Regions from separate parts of the Sus scrofa genome. Here region 1 is linked to region 2. A link is a contact called in public Hi-C data. All regions are on one chromosome and are shown on one strand. The core of a region is the stretch at or near the end of the contact, and the rest is flanking DNA. Distances in the headings are between cores, read along the strand shown.

Region 1 (6,349 bases), core at 2,370-4,869, 360 kb after region 2:
GGAGCGTTGGGAACTCGGGGGAAGGGGTGATACTGTCTTACAAGTGGATTCATGTGACCACTTGTAAACAGCGGCGGATTTCATTTTGGTTTGGTTTAAGGAGATGTATTTGTTGCCTAGGACAAATTTGTTTCTGGTGGTCACTACCTGTGTAGCATTGGGAACTGAGAAAAGAGTGACATATGAGCAACTTAAGAAAACTAGAATCCAGGTCACTGAAACTACCACTTCTGGGAAAACAGCTAATTAAAACTAGAGTCATTGCTGTCATTCTCGGATACTTAACTTCTAAGAGGAGATAATCTGATGTAAGAAATTTAAGGTCTTTGTGATAGTCTGTGCCGTTATCATTTTTGTAATCAGAGTGACCATTTATGGAACCTCCACTGAAGGTCAAACACCGAGAAGCCCTAACATTCATTTTCCTGTGAAATTTTCACAGCAATCCTGTAAAATCTGTGCTATCCCACTTTTACAGGTTTGGAAGCTGGAGCGCAGTGAGACGAACTGGGCCAAAGTTGCTCAGCAAGAGGTAGCTTCTAGACAGAATCAGATGTCTCAGGCTCCAAAGGCCCCATTTCTTTTTCAGTGTTGTTTCTGGCTGCCTGCTGTCTCCCATCCGTCACTCATTCTTTAATGCGAAAGAGTATTGACCGGCCAGCACACGATGTGTAAGACCCTTTGCTAAATGCCATGGAGGATGCAGAGGTGAAATGATAACGTAAATCGTGCTCTCCAGGACTTCGTAAGAGGATGAGGAAGTGTTATGAGTCAGAATAAACCAAATACCAGAAGCGGAAAAGACATACACGTCATGATAAGAGTCAGAGGGATGGAGAGGCTGTCTTAAACGATGGAATCAGAGCAGATTTCTCATGGAGGTGATGGTGGAACCTGCTTTTAAAGGACTGGAGCATCTAAACCTGTCGGATGAAGGGTGTAGGGAAGAACTGGATGAGGAAAGGCAAGAGGTGACGGGGACCTATATTTAAGAATTACAAGCAAACCAGTTTGCAGGGAATATAAAATATAAGTGAGAGGGAATTGGCTAGAAAAATAAGTTAGGATTAAATTATGGAGAACTTTGAATACCAAATTATAGTCTGTGGAAGGATAATCTTAGACTCGTAAGAGCAAAAATTCAGTGACATTCAATATATTGTATTTACATTTTGCTTGGCAACGAGACCATCTAACCATCCATTTGTAACTTTCAGAGCCAAGAAGGCGTCCTGGTCTGAAGTACCACGTGCAGTTTGCAAAAGTTAGCATCTAATAAAAGGAGCCGTGGATGAGTCAGCTATTGCAGGGTATTAGACAACCTCAGGATGTCGGTGCCATTCAACAACAAGCATGTCTTTCTTGATCATGAGTTGGTTAGTCAGCTGGAGTGGCTCTGCTCCGTGTCGCCCTCAGCTTTCTCTTGGGACCAGTGAGCCAAGGGAGACATGCTGTCCGTTTGCAGAAGGGTAAAAGTCCGAGCTTTATACATGATGCCTTTTAAGCTTGGGCTTAGACTTGCCCAGCTGGCACTGGCACCCACATTTTACTGGCCAAATCAAGTCATAAACAGGCTCAAAGACAAGGCACAGAGAAGTCCATGTGACCACAGTGCATTTGTGGCAAAGATGTGGATGTAGAGAAGGGTCAAGAATTGGGGCTTAAAAAAAGGACCTCCCATCGTGGCTTGGCGGTAATGAACCTGACTAGTATTCCTGGGGATGCAGATTTGATCCCTGGCCTCACTGCCATGGCTTAAGGATCCAGCCTTGCTGTGAGCTGTGGTGTAGGTCACAGATGTGGCTCGGATCTGGCGTGGCTGTGGCTGTGGCTGGCAGCTTTAGCTCCTATTCGACCTCTAGCCTGGGAACTTCCATATGCTGAGGGTGCAGCCCTAAAAAAAAGAAGAAAAAAAAAAAAAAAGAAAAGAATTGGGGCTAATAATTCAGTTTACCCCAAGGCTGCCCAGTCATTGCTGTCAGTGTGCCTCCATGTAATTCCTGCCAGAAAATGCACACACAGCCTCTGTCTGCCAGCTTCTCTTCACCCTCCCCGTACTTACACTGAAGTTTTATTCACTCTAGCATTTGGCATCTTATTACACTTTCTGGCACCAGCACCTGCAGGTGTGTGGCCTGGTGTTAGAGAAAGCAGGCCTATGGCGAGGCAGAGAGCTTCACGTCCGTCCAGGGAGACAGGTTATCTAGTCGCATGGAGTTCCGGGAGTAGAATCGTCAGATTCCATTGTGAACATCGGGCCAGTATCCTCGAGGTGACTGAGGGCTAGAGTTTGAACTCGCCAAGAGAAGGTTGTGTCTGCGTCTCCACTTGAGTTAGTTGACAAGCAGACGTCTGCAAAATCCCGGTAGAATCACAGATGGTCACAGATGAAAGGTGGATCTGGCTCACTTTCAGCCATTTGGTATCTTTTGTCACCCATTGTTTGTGGTCATCTCTTACCATGTAGCCAAGGACCCCAAACTGAGCAGCACTGATTGTCATTTCTCCTGATTCTGTGCGGTGGCTGGGTTCCTCTGCTGTCTTTCGCCTGGGCTCAGGCGCACGGCTGCATTCAGCTGGGAGCTCAGCTGGGCTTGACTGACCACGGTGGCTTCAGGCCTCTCTTCCACTGGGGTAGTCAGACTTTTCACATGGTGGTTAGCTTCCGAGAGAGGAAGTTGGAGCTCCCAGGCCTCTTAAGATGGGCTTCCTTGAAAGTCCTAGAGTGTCACTTGTGCTGCATTCTGTTGAGCAGAGCAGGTCACAAGACCAGTGCAGAGTCAAGAGAGCACAAAGGCTTTCCATCCCTCTGGGGCGTCTGTGCCTCTAGGGAGGGAGGGATTGTTGGGACTCATCTTTGGCGACTGGTTACCACACCCATGGACCGAGGCAAGGAGAACTCATAACTGGATTCTGTTCCAACCTGAACAGTTCTATTCTGTTTGTTAAATCACACCCGTGTTTTCCATCTTATAAAGTGGCCTCATTCACTTTTTAAAAGCTCAGTGTTTTTAAATGTTTGAAAAATGTTGTCACCACATGTTGTTAAAGAGTTGACAGTGTCTGTGAAAGGCGGCATATTTGGGGGACGCTCTCAAGGATGTGTCTCCTGAGTGTGTGTGTATGTACACATTTCGATCCTTTTCCTAAAAGTGTTAATTTCGTTGCTTCTCAGGAAATGCTGGGGAGCATTGATAAGCAGTGTGTTTTTACAAATAGTAATTTCTGTTTATGTGAAGCCTTTTGGTCTCTGTGACATTTTGGTTATTTAGGAGCCAGACACCATGCCGCATGTGTGGGGCAGAATTTCTATCGAACGTCCCACCGTGGAGGATTAAGTGACACATGAGAACCTTGCTTCGTAGATTTCATAGACCTCGGGAGATCATTGAGGAGGAACTTTATCACTGCCATCTACCTAATGACTTTCTTTCGCTTTAAATATGGAAGCATAAAAATTTCAGATCTAAAGTCGTGTCTCAGTACTGTGGCCCTTTCAAAAGTCAAGTCCAGGCCAGAAAGCTTCATCTCACAATTGGGATTTTCCTTCCCTCCGTGGCCAGAGCAGATGTGAAAAGTGGTCAGCAGATCTGCTGAGGTCATGCAGAGGACAGCTGAGCCGAGTGCCAAGACCAGCTTGCATAAAATAAGTGACCAACAGGCTCAAGTTATCAGGAACTAGTTAAGCAAGTTCCAAGGAAAGCCAAGCGCTTGTTGGATTTCTTTCAACAAGTCATTCACTTAAACTATTAAAGTAGGTGCACAGAACAGATTCAGGCCTTATTAGGGAAATGAACATGTCAAACCCTGAGATCATTCTCTCTTCTGCAGCCCACCCCCAACAGGGAAAACTCTCGAGTTATATTGACTTTCCTATTTGCGTGAAGGTCGCCATCATTCTTCCCATAATGTAGTCTTTAATCTTGAAAAGGCTTTAAGCTTGAGGCCTTTGTCTCTTCCAGTTCCCAGATCTGTGAGTCTCATTCTCCCCCACCATCACCATTGTTCATTGTTTAGGTAGTTACAGCCCATAACCCAGGCTAGCGCAGGGTCCTCTGAACGGATGCTCCATTAGCCCTGCTGTTGTGTATTTGCAACTCTGCTTTTGGTGCGCTTTTAACTCTCCTTTTTTTTTTTTTTTTTTTCTTTTTTCACCATTGTCAGACTGTTGCAGTTTTGTTTTGTTTTTAAAGTACTCCTCTGTCTGTGTTAATGCCCCTGCTCCAGAACTTTCTGTTGCACCCCGTTCTTACTAAAATCTTAAATCAGTGGTGAATAAGAGCTACCTGGGGAGATAGCTCTTATTCACCCCGGCAGCCTTGTTTCATACCCTGACCCTCACGTTCCCTGTTCTTCGGCCGGATGGGACAGCTCATCTGTGACCTCTTTGCACATCTCTGTCCTCCTGGTCAGGTATATCATGGTCTCTGCTTGGCGTGGACCCTTTCTCCTTCTTTCTTCATCTCTTTAAATCCTGCGCTTTTTCCAAACTTGGAGTGAAGCTTTTCTAATACCTTCAGAAAGTACCTCTTTCCTGTCATCCCAGAATGTTTTTACATCCTTACATATTTGGAGTTTTTGCTCATGTGCGTCCTGTCTCTTATGAGCTGGTCAGTCCCCCCCACCGAAGGTGGGGACTGTGTGATCTTGAGAGGACACAGGTCCTTGAGAGGACACAGGTTCCGGAATGCCAGGAGCTGGAGACAGAGAGATTGTGTAGGAACTAGGCTGGACCCTGACTATGCCAGCTACTTGATGAGGTAGCCTTGGTTAAGAACCAAAGGAGCCTGATATTTATAAATATTCCCTTAAGTGGAAGTACTTAGATTACCGTAGTAAGTTCTTCTGAGGTGGTGGTATAGGATTTACCGTGAAAGAATAGCAGTAAAGCAAGAATTTGGCTGCTTTCCTTCACTTGGGCTCTATATTACCCTGTGGCTTCAGTGTTGATCTGATCCTTAGCTTCATAAATTGAGAATACATTGCAGAGGTGTGTGTATGTGTGTGCGTGAGAGAGAGAGACAGAGATGGTTTTATGCTAACTATATACATATTGTCGGGACCAACTTCATGGGTTATGGTGAAGATTAGATGAGAAAATACATAAGCTTTATTTAAAAATTCAAAGCATTTGGAAGCAAAGTAATAATTCACTGTTTCTTCCTGTAACAATTTCTGGTTGTAGAAAATGAAGATTAATTAAAGAATAATTCATCGGTGTTTGTGTTTGTGAGACAGTAAGAGAGGGAATAATGTTTAAACCTGTGCTGTCCAGTACAGCAGTCCTTGGCCACATGTGACTGTTAAGCATGTGAACTAAGGCTAGTCCTAACTGAGGTATGCTGTAAATGTGAATTACACAGGAGATTTTCAGGACTTAGTATGAAAAAGAAAAAAAAGAGTATGAAATAGCTCACTAGTTTTCTATTGATTGCATGTTGAAATGATAATATTTTGGATATATTGTGTTAAATTATATATGTATTTTTCCTACACCACAGCCACAGCAATGCAGGATCCAAGCCCCATCTGTGACCTATACCACAGCTCACGGCAACGCCAGATCCTTAACCCAGTGAGCGACACCAGGGATCGAACCCATGTCCTCTTGGATACTAGTCGGGTTCATTACCGCTGAGCCACAACAGGAACTCCCTCACTCATCTTGACTTACATTTTTTTCAGCTCTTATAACTGTGATCCAAGTCTGTCATACACTCATCAAACACCTCTGCCCTTAAGGTCCTCCTTCACCAACTCACCGAAGGAAAAAAAAAATATGGAGAGGGATGATGTCCTCTCTGACTTTTGGGCAACAGCTTCAGAAGTCAATAGACGCTTCCACAGGTCAGCAGGAAAGCTGCAGGAGAAGGCAGCTAACAATTCCCAATTCCCACGGAGAGGTGAACAGGTTAGAGTTGCTCTTTCTGGTCCTGTGGGCTGGCTCCCAATCTCTGCCTCTCTGGCTGTCCCCTGTCCCCCGCCCAAGGGTACCTTCTCACCTCGAGAGCCAAGCAGACGCGGAGGGCCACTGCCTCAGCCTAACCCTTTTCTCTTTGATTCAATAATAAACAAACTCCAAAACTGAAACTTGCAAGGGAAAGAAACTGTAAACACCAACATTACCTTTTAGTGACTTCAGCCACCATCCAAGAGAAGCAGAGCCTGAGTTACGTAAGTACTTTAAGTATCCCCAGCAGCCACATTAAGTAGAAAAGGCACTGGTGAAATTCATTTTAATAACATATTTTGGAGTTCCCATGGTGGCTCCAGCAGTAAAGAACCCGACTAGTATCCATGAAGATGTGGGTTCGATCCCTGGACTTGCTTGGGGGTTAATGATTCGGTG
Region 2 (6,702 bases), core at 196-2,695:
TAGAACTAAATTCTGTGCTGGTACAAAGAGAAGACTCAGGGAACGTTCAAATGATGACTTCACTATCAGTGAGGAAGGGTCTTAATCCCTAAATATCCCATGGATCTGCTTGCTATTGCTTGAAATCCTACCGTCATTCTATTTCTTTTATTTTCTTTTTGGTTTTTAGGCCCACATCTGTAGCATGTGGAAGTTCCCAGGCTTGGGATCGAATTGGAGCCACAGCTGCCTGCCTACGCCACAGCCTCAGCAACTTGAGATCCGAGCCGAGTCTGCAACTTACACCATAACCCATGGCAACACCATTTCCTTAACCCCTTGAGCAAGGCCAGGGATTGAACCCACATCCTCATGGGTACTAGTCGGGCTCATTACCACTGAGCCACAATGGGAACTTCTCATGGTTCTGTTTCTTTTTGTTGTTGTTATTTTAATTTTTTTATTTATTTTTTAATGATTTTTATTTTTTCCTTCATAGCTGGTTTACAGTGTTCTGTCAATTTTCTACTGTGTAGCAAGGTGACCCAGTCACACATACATATATATGTTCTTTTTCTCACATTATCATGCTCCATTGTAAGTGACTAGCTATAGTTCCCAGTGCTGTTTCTTAACCCTGAAGCTTTGATCCTGTTTAATTTGGCAAGCATTTTTGCAGGACAGCTTGGGCAAGAAGGCCCAATGCCATGATCTGGGGTTACTCTATACCCAAATATTTATTTATTAGCCCCAACAGATAAAGTTAATCAGTTAAATTGTTATATGAATTTCTAAATGTTTATTCTCAATTTCTGTACTTCTCATTCCAGACCAGCAATCCTTTGTGAATTGACACTGTGTACAGACCACACTTTGAGTAGCGTGTGTTAGAGCACAGATGAGAAGTGACGAGAGCCTGAAACCTGCTGGTAGCTCAGGTGTGTTAGGATGGGCGAGATTATGATGTTGCTGGTTCGCAGCCTCAGGAATCTCCTGGGTGAAATCTGGAACTGGATCCCATACAGAGGGCAAGGTGAGACGGAGGAAGAGGCACACCACTCACATTGGTAGCGAACAGTTAATAAGCAAGAGAACTTACATATAAGCTTGTCTTGGGTGGCCACAAGACACGTAGGTCTCTGCCCCGGCCCTCCAGAATCTTAAAAATTTATACTGAGGCCTTAACTGGGTTCAGTCACATATTCAGTCCAGATGTCTCAACTGCACACTACAGTCTCAAGGTTGCGTCCTTGAATGGCTCCCACTGTGGGAACGTGGATAGAGCCTATATACTCCAAGAACAGGGGAGGGGTGAGAAGCCTCAAATGTCCTATCCAGCTCGTGGGTCAACCAGGAGTCACATCCTCTTGATAACCTTTTCCAACAGATTCAGTAACAACCAGTGAATTAGTTAAACAAATGTTGATTCCTTGCTCACATTACAAGTCCCTTATACACAGGCTTGGAGTCCTTACTCTAGGAATCAGGTCAACAGAGCCTCCCACAGCCGGAATGTTGTTGGTTCTAATGGCAGGAAGAAGAACGTGCTGGGGTGTCACGTACGGCAATTAAATACATCCAGGAGAAGCAGCCTGTCATCCCTGCCCACGTTTTATTGGCCGAAGCAAGTCCCATGGCTGGCCGTGATCTTCAAGCAGGAGAGGAAGTGCATGTCCATGGTGTTCCTGGACTGAGGAGGGCAGCTAGAGAACAGCTTTCCAGGTAATGGAAAGGAGAGGAGGGAGAGCAAGGAAGTAAAGTCATCGGCTGATTGGCTGCGGGAGCAGAGGCGGAGGGAAGTTAAACCACAGACTGTTCTGAGTCGCTTGAATGTGAACGAGTTCCAGGTTGCCATGGGGAGATAGTTAGAGGACTTTACAAGAGGGACACCAGGATAGGAAAAGACCAACCTGGGGCCCCCTGGAGTGTGGGAGGAAACTTTGGAAGACAAACTCACCCCTACTTTTATAATCAGGCTCTGGATTTCATATCTGAACTCAGAAGAGAGACCTTTTATGTGTCAGGAACCTAAGGTAACTGTAGACCTTACTCTTCTTCTTCTCAGACCAGAAAACACATACTGTTTTCTTGTCTGTACTTCCTAAGAACATGGAAAAAAGTATTTGTGCTGCAGTGTAGCGGGTTTAGTTGAACCCTGCAAGAATATTTCTGAAGGGAGCTTGTTAAGTATGGATGGATGGATGGGGGTGGGTTTGTGAGGAAGCTGGGGCCTTCTTTGGGGAGATGGATAAGTATTTAGTGGAATCATGTACCTGGAGTGTTTGTGTAGCTCTAGGGGTGTTCGGGTGTGGCAGTATGAGATAGGGAGAGAAAGTTGGGGGTAGACCCCAGTCCTCAGGATTCTCCTCTGTCCATGATGGCACTGGCTGAATGGGGTACCCTGTTACAGTGTCCCTGCTCCATGTAAGTCTTGTGTCCTCTTAATCCCTGGGCACAAGATCTTTCAGTACTCTTGGGCACTTGGAAAGTACTTGGTTCTGTCCCTGAACTCCCTGGGGCGCTTTCAGACTGCCTGGGGCCCTCTCCATCTAGACTGGCTTTCCTAGCCAGACCTTCTCTGCTGTGCTGATACAAAGCTGGGTGAACGATGCATGGTTGTGGGGTCTGTGAGGTTTTAGCTGAGCCTGGAAGCGGCAGCAGCAGGTGGTTGGGGACAGCTGCTGGCCAGATTCTCATCTCGGATGAGAGGACTTCCCCTGGAGTGTCTGTTATCTCTCCTGTGCAGCAGGAACTCGGTCAGACAGAGTGAGGGCAGTGGGGACGCAGCACAGGTGTCTGCTTAGTGACCCATTCAAGCTCTTCCACTTTTGCCCTCACCTCTTTCTACCACCGTTTCTCCCCCTCTGATTTTATTTTATCTTAAGGGTAGGGGGAAAAGAAAAAACTGTGACCATTTCATAGATGTATTTTTCTTCCAAACATTTTGTTTTTGCCAAGATTTCAGGTTTTGAAACTCAAAAGGCAAGAATTTGCCTCTTTTGTTCTGTAGTATAATCCCATCCCCCAGGCAGTGTGCCAAGAAAGCCTGTGTGGGAAAAGGTTCATAGGTAACAAGAATTACAGAGAAGGGAAAACATTTCACTTAATGCACCAAAATATTATCCTGCTGCATCTGCAAACAGGAGGTGTTAATTATCGTTAACACACATATTTATTACTCACAAGAACTATTTAATTTTCTTAGTGTATATCATATCTTGGCAATCAGGCCATACACTGCCTATTGGTAGCACAGCACTTGGCACAGAGTAAGAGCTCAGTACTTGTTTTATTTGATCACATTCAAATATTCATATATGAGGCTCCTGCTCACCCAGTCCTGTCTCTGCCATTCTCTGTCCTGTCAACTCTGTATAGAAAGGGGAACCCCATGTTCTTATTCCTGGGGTCACAGAGAGCCCTCATCCCATGCTATATGCACTTGTAAAAGTGCTTATGCAATGAAATCTGTTATATTTGATCCTTTGCCTTAATAGTTTTGAGAAGTCAAGACAGGTTTCTAAACAAAATATATCTGTTTAATATTTTATATATGTTTCCTATGCTAAACCTGTGCATTTTTATTTATCTAACAGTTTTTTTGGGGGGGTAGATGTAGACATGAGAACATTACTAGATTTGGAAACCACTTAGAAATGGCAGTTCCCTACTCACAGTTATTATGGCGATTACACTTGTGATGATGACTACAGATGGGACACTGTGGTTTTATGAATGGGTGGAAATTGTGTATCTCTTCTTCTGTCTCAAGTAGGACCATAGAAAATTTGGTTCCTGTAAATGTAGCCACATAGGTCCTCATCTCAACCCTTTAGGTTTAAATGATATCATCACCCACTTTGGGCCTTATTGCTCCACTTCTATAAGATGAAGGAGTGGGTGCCGACAGTTGAAAGACCATTCTGTCTTTTTTCTTTTTTTTCTCTTTTTGTTTTTGTCCTTTTAGGACTGCACCCATGGCACATGGAGGTTCCCAGGCTAGGGGTCTAATTGGAGCTGTAGCCGCCGGCCTACACCACAGCCACAGCAACACCAGATCTGAGCTGCATCTACAGTTAGGGGTCTAATCTGAGCTGTAGCTGTGACCTACACCAAAGCTCATGGCAATGCCAAATCCTTAACCCACTGAGCGAGGCCAGGAATGGAACCTGAAACCTCATGCCTCATGATTCCTAGTCGGATTCGTTTCTGTTCCGCCATGATGGGAACTCCTTTTTTTTTTTTTTTTTTTTTTTTTTGCATTCTGTCTTAAATGTTGGTTCACTTGAACTGAAAGATCTTGCTGCACAGATCTTCCCTTTTCATCAACAGTTCCATTACTCTTCCCACCTCCATTGTATTAAAAAAAAAAAAAAGTTCTTCCAATCATGGGCTTTGATAATCCACCATTAAAATATGTTCCTTTGAGTTTTTGAGGCTCAGGCAACTTGAAAGACAAAGCTTGGACTTCAGACCACCCAGAGCAACGTGGGAGAGGCATGTAATCTCCATGAGCCTCAGTTTCTCGTCTGTAAAATGACAACAGAATACGTCCTTCTAGGTTGTATTCTCCTCACGTAATGAAATACTGTGTGGGGGATAAACAAACCTGGCACATAATAAGCTACCAGTGTTCCCTTCCTTTGTAGTCTCCAAGCACTTCCCATTGATGTGCAAGTTGTCACCTTGGGAGGGGTTCCAGGATAGCCAGCTGAGAGCTAGGCCTCCAAGGAATGGGACCTAGATGTGCACTGGGTGGCAGGAGGCGGGAGGTAAACCTGGCCCCTTGACCCTTCTGTCAGGCCTGACCCTGCTGCTGCTGCTGCTGCTGCTGCTGCTGTTAGTGATGAGGATGATGATAAAAATTTTTGGTCCCATTTTGGGGAACCCTTTGAACGCAGATAAATTTCACAGGAATGACAACTGCTAGCTATGTCGTTTGCGGCTTACTTCAAATAAGGGAAATTTCCACTACAGGGAAGCTGTTCTGGGATAATTCACTGGGATTGAAAACAACCAAGTTAAACTTAGCTCAGCATGGCACAAAAATGCATTGCAAAATTCCCCCTAAATAGCAGCTGGAATGTTCAGGGTGGGTTTAAGTCATGGGATCTGGCACAGAGCCTTCTGCTGATGGTAGAGATTGGACCTCTTCCTGAAGGAAGAAGTAAAGAGACAAGAAATAATAACTAACAACTTGTATCTGCAGAGCATGCTTACATTAGCATGGGGGATGTAGGACTTCATTTTGTTCTCCTCTGTCCCCAGAGCTTAGAGCAGTGTCTGACACATAGTGGGTGTTCCTTAAATATTTGTGGAAGGAAGTAACATATAAAATACTGTCAAGTGGTGATAAGTGTGATGAAGAAAGTAAAGCAGGATAGGACAGAGTGAAACAGGAATGCAGCTTTAGTTAGGGAGGTCAGAAATGGCTTTTCTCTGCAGTTGACATTGGAGCAGAGACCAGAATGGGTGAGGGAGTCAGTCTTGCAAGGATTAGTCTTGCAAGGATTAGTCCTGCAAGGACTAGCTTACAGGCAAAGGAAATAGCAAGTGCAAGTGTCCAGATGTGAAAGTGTGATGGATCTTAGATTCCGCATTTCCAACAAGGTCTCAGGCAGCGCTGATGCAGCTGGTCCATGGACCACACCTTGGTCTAGATCCTGGTTGTGGAGTCCGTAGCTGATACGAGGAGGCTAAGGAAATGAGAAGCAAGGTCATTGCATGAGAAGAAGAGGATGAAGAACTGCATATATGCAAAATCATCTTGTATAAAATTATATGTAAATGGATATTAAAAATGTCAATAGTTTTTTCCTCAGTAAGGTCATATTTCAGGTGATTTAAATTCCCTTCTTTTTAGACTGTTCCAAAATTTCTGTGTGAATATCAGAATTTTTTATTTTTAAGAAGTTAATTTTAAACAGTAAAATATGTTTTCAGTTAAGACACGAGTTCAAAATGTGTGAAAAACATTTCTAATTAAAAAATTGTTTACAGATATGTAGGAATTGGCTCAGGTTTATTAGGAAAGGCTTCATATTCTGATATCTAAGTAGGTGAGACCTAACTTTGAGGTCTTAGCAGCTACCTGCTCTCTTTTTTTCTGTCCTTGGATGAAAATGGGAAAGGATTTAGGACATGAATGGTGTACTGGTTGTTTGTTGCTATGTAAGAAATTGTCCCCAAACTCAGCTGCTTAAAGGAACAAACGTTATCTCACAGTTTCTGGGAAATTTGGGAGCAGCTTAGCTGGGTGGTTCTTGCTCAGATTTTCTCATAAATTTACAGTGAAGACACTGGTGGAGCCGCAGTCACCAGAAGGCCTGACTGGGGCTGAAGGATCTACTTTCAAGATGGCTCATGCACACGGCCATTGGCAGGAGATGTCAGTACCTTGTCTTGTGGAGCCCCCAGAGGGCTGCTCAGATCTCTTAAGGCAGCTGGCTTCACTCGGAGTGCATGATCCTTGATAGAGACAGGGACGGGGCAGGGGAGAGGAGAAGGAAGCCCAGCCCCTTTTATGGCACACCCTGATATTTCTGCTTTGTTCTGTTTATGTAGTCCTACTCTCTAGTCCATACTCCTGCAAAGGGGAATCAGAGTCTACCTTTTAAAAGGAGGAGTGTCAAGGGATTTGTGCATGTACTTGAAAGCCATCACAGGAGGAATGGAGTGTGATAGTTCAAGGGCATTCTAATTTTCATTTAGGATGGACGTATA

The links. A called contact is a pair of places that touch in the nucleus more often than the background predicts.
Region 1: a Hi-C map of heart right ventricle shows a contact between it and region 2, with 2.8 times the contacts expected there. The contact joins two enhancer-like sites. A contact is called at or near these places in 2 of 47 Hi-C or Micro-C datasets (epiblast stem cells and heart right ventricle) and 1 of 2 datasets of contacts at active chromatin or transcription factors (skeletal muscle).

Annotation. Positions count from the first base shown.
Region 1 is chr9:125,702,597-125,708,945 of Sscrofa11.1, forward strand. All of the region lies in intron 2 of C9H1orf21, which reads left to right. Among named protein-coding and RNA genes, the nearest start is that of C9H1orf21, 93 kb to the left of the region's middle. Within about 2 kb of position 3,620, at least 13 of the 83 cell types and tissues checked have an H3K27ac peak or open chromatin away from gene starts, as enhancers often do.
Region 2 is chr9:125,342,341-125,349,042 of Sscrofa11.1, forward strand. It overlaps TSEN15 (tRNA-splicing endonuclease subunit Sen15), which reads left to right. Exons shown (of 9, transcript XR_002335966.1): 6 at 810-1,012; 7 at 1,514-1,701. Among named protein-coding and RNA genes, the nearest start is that of TSEN15, 45 kb to the left of the region's middle. Within about 2 kb of position 1,446, at least 2 of the 83 cell types and tissues checked have an H3K27ac peak or open chromatin away from gene starts, as enhancers often do.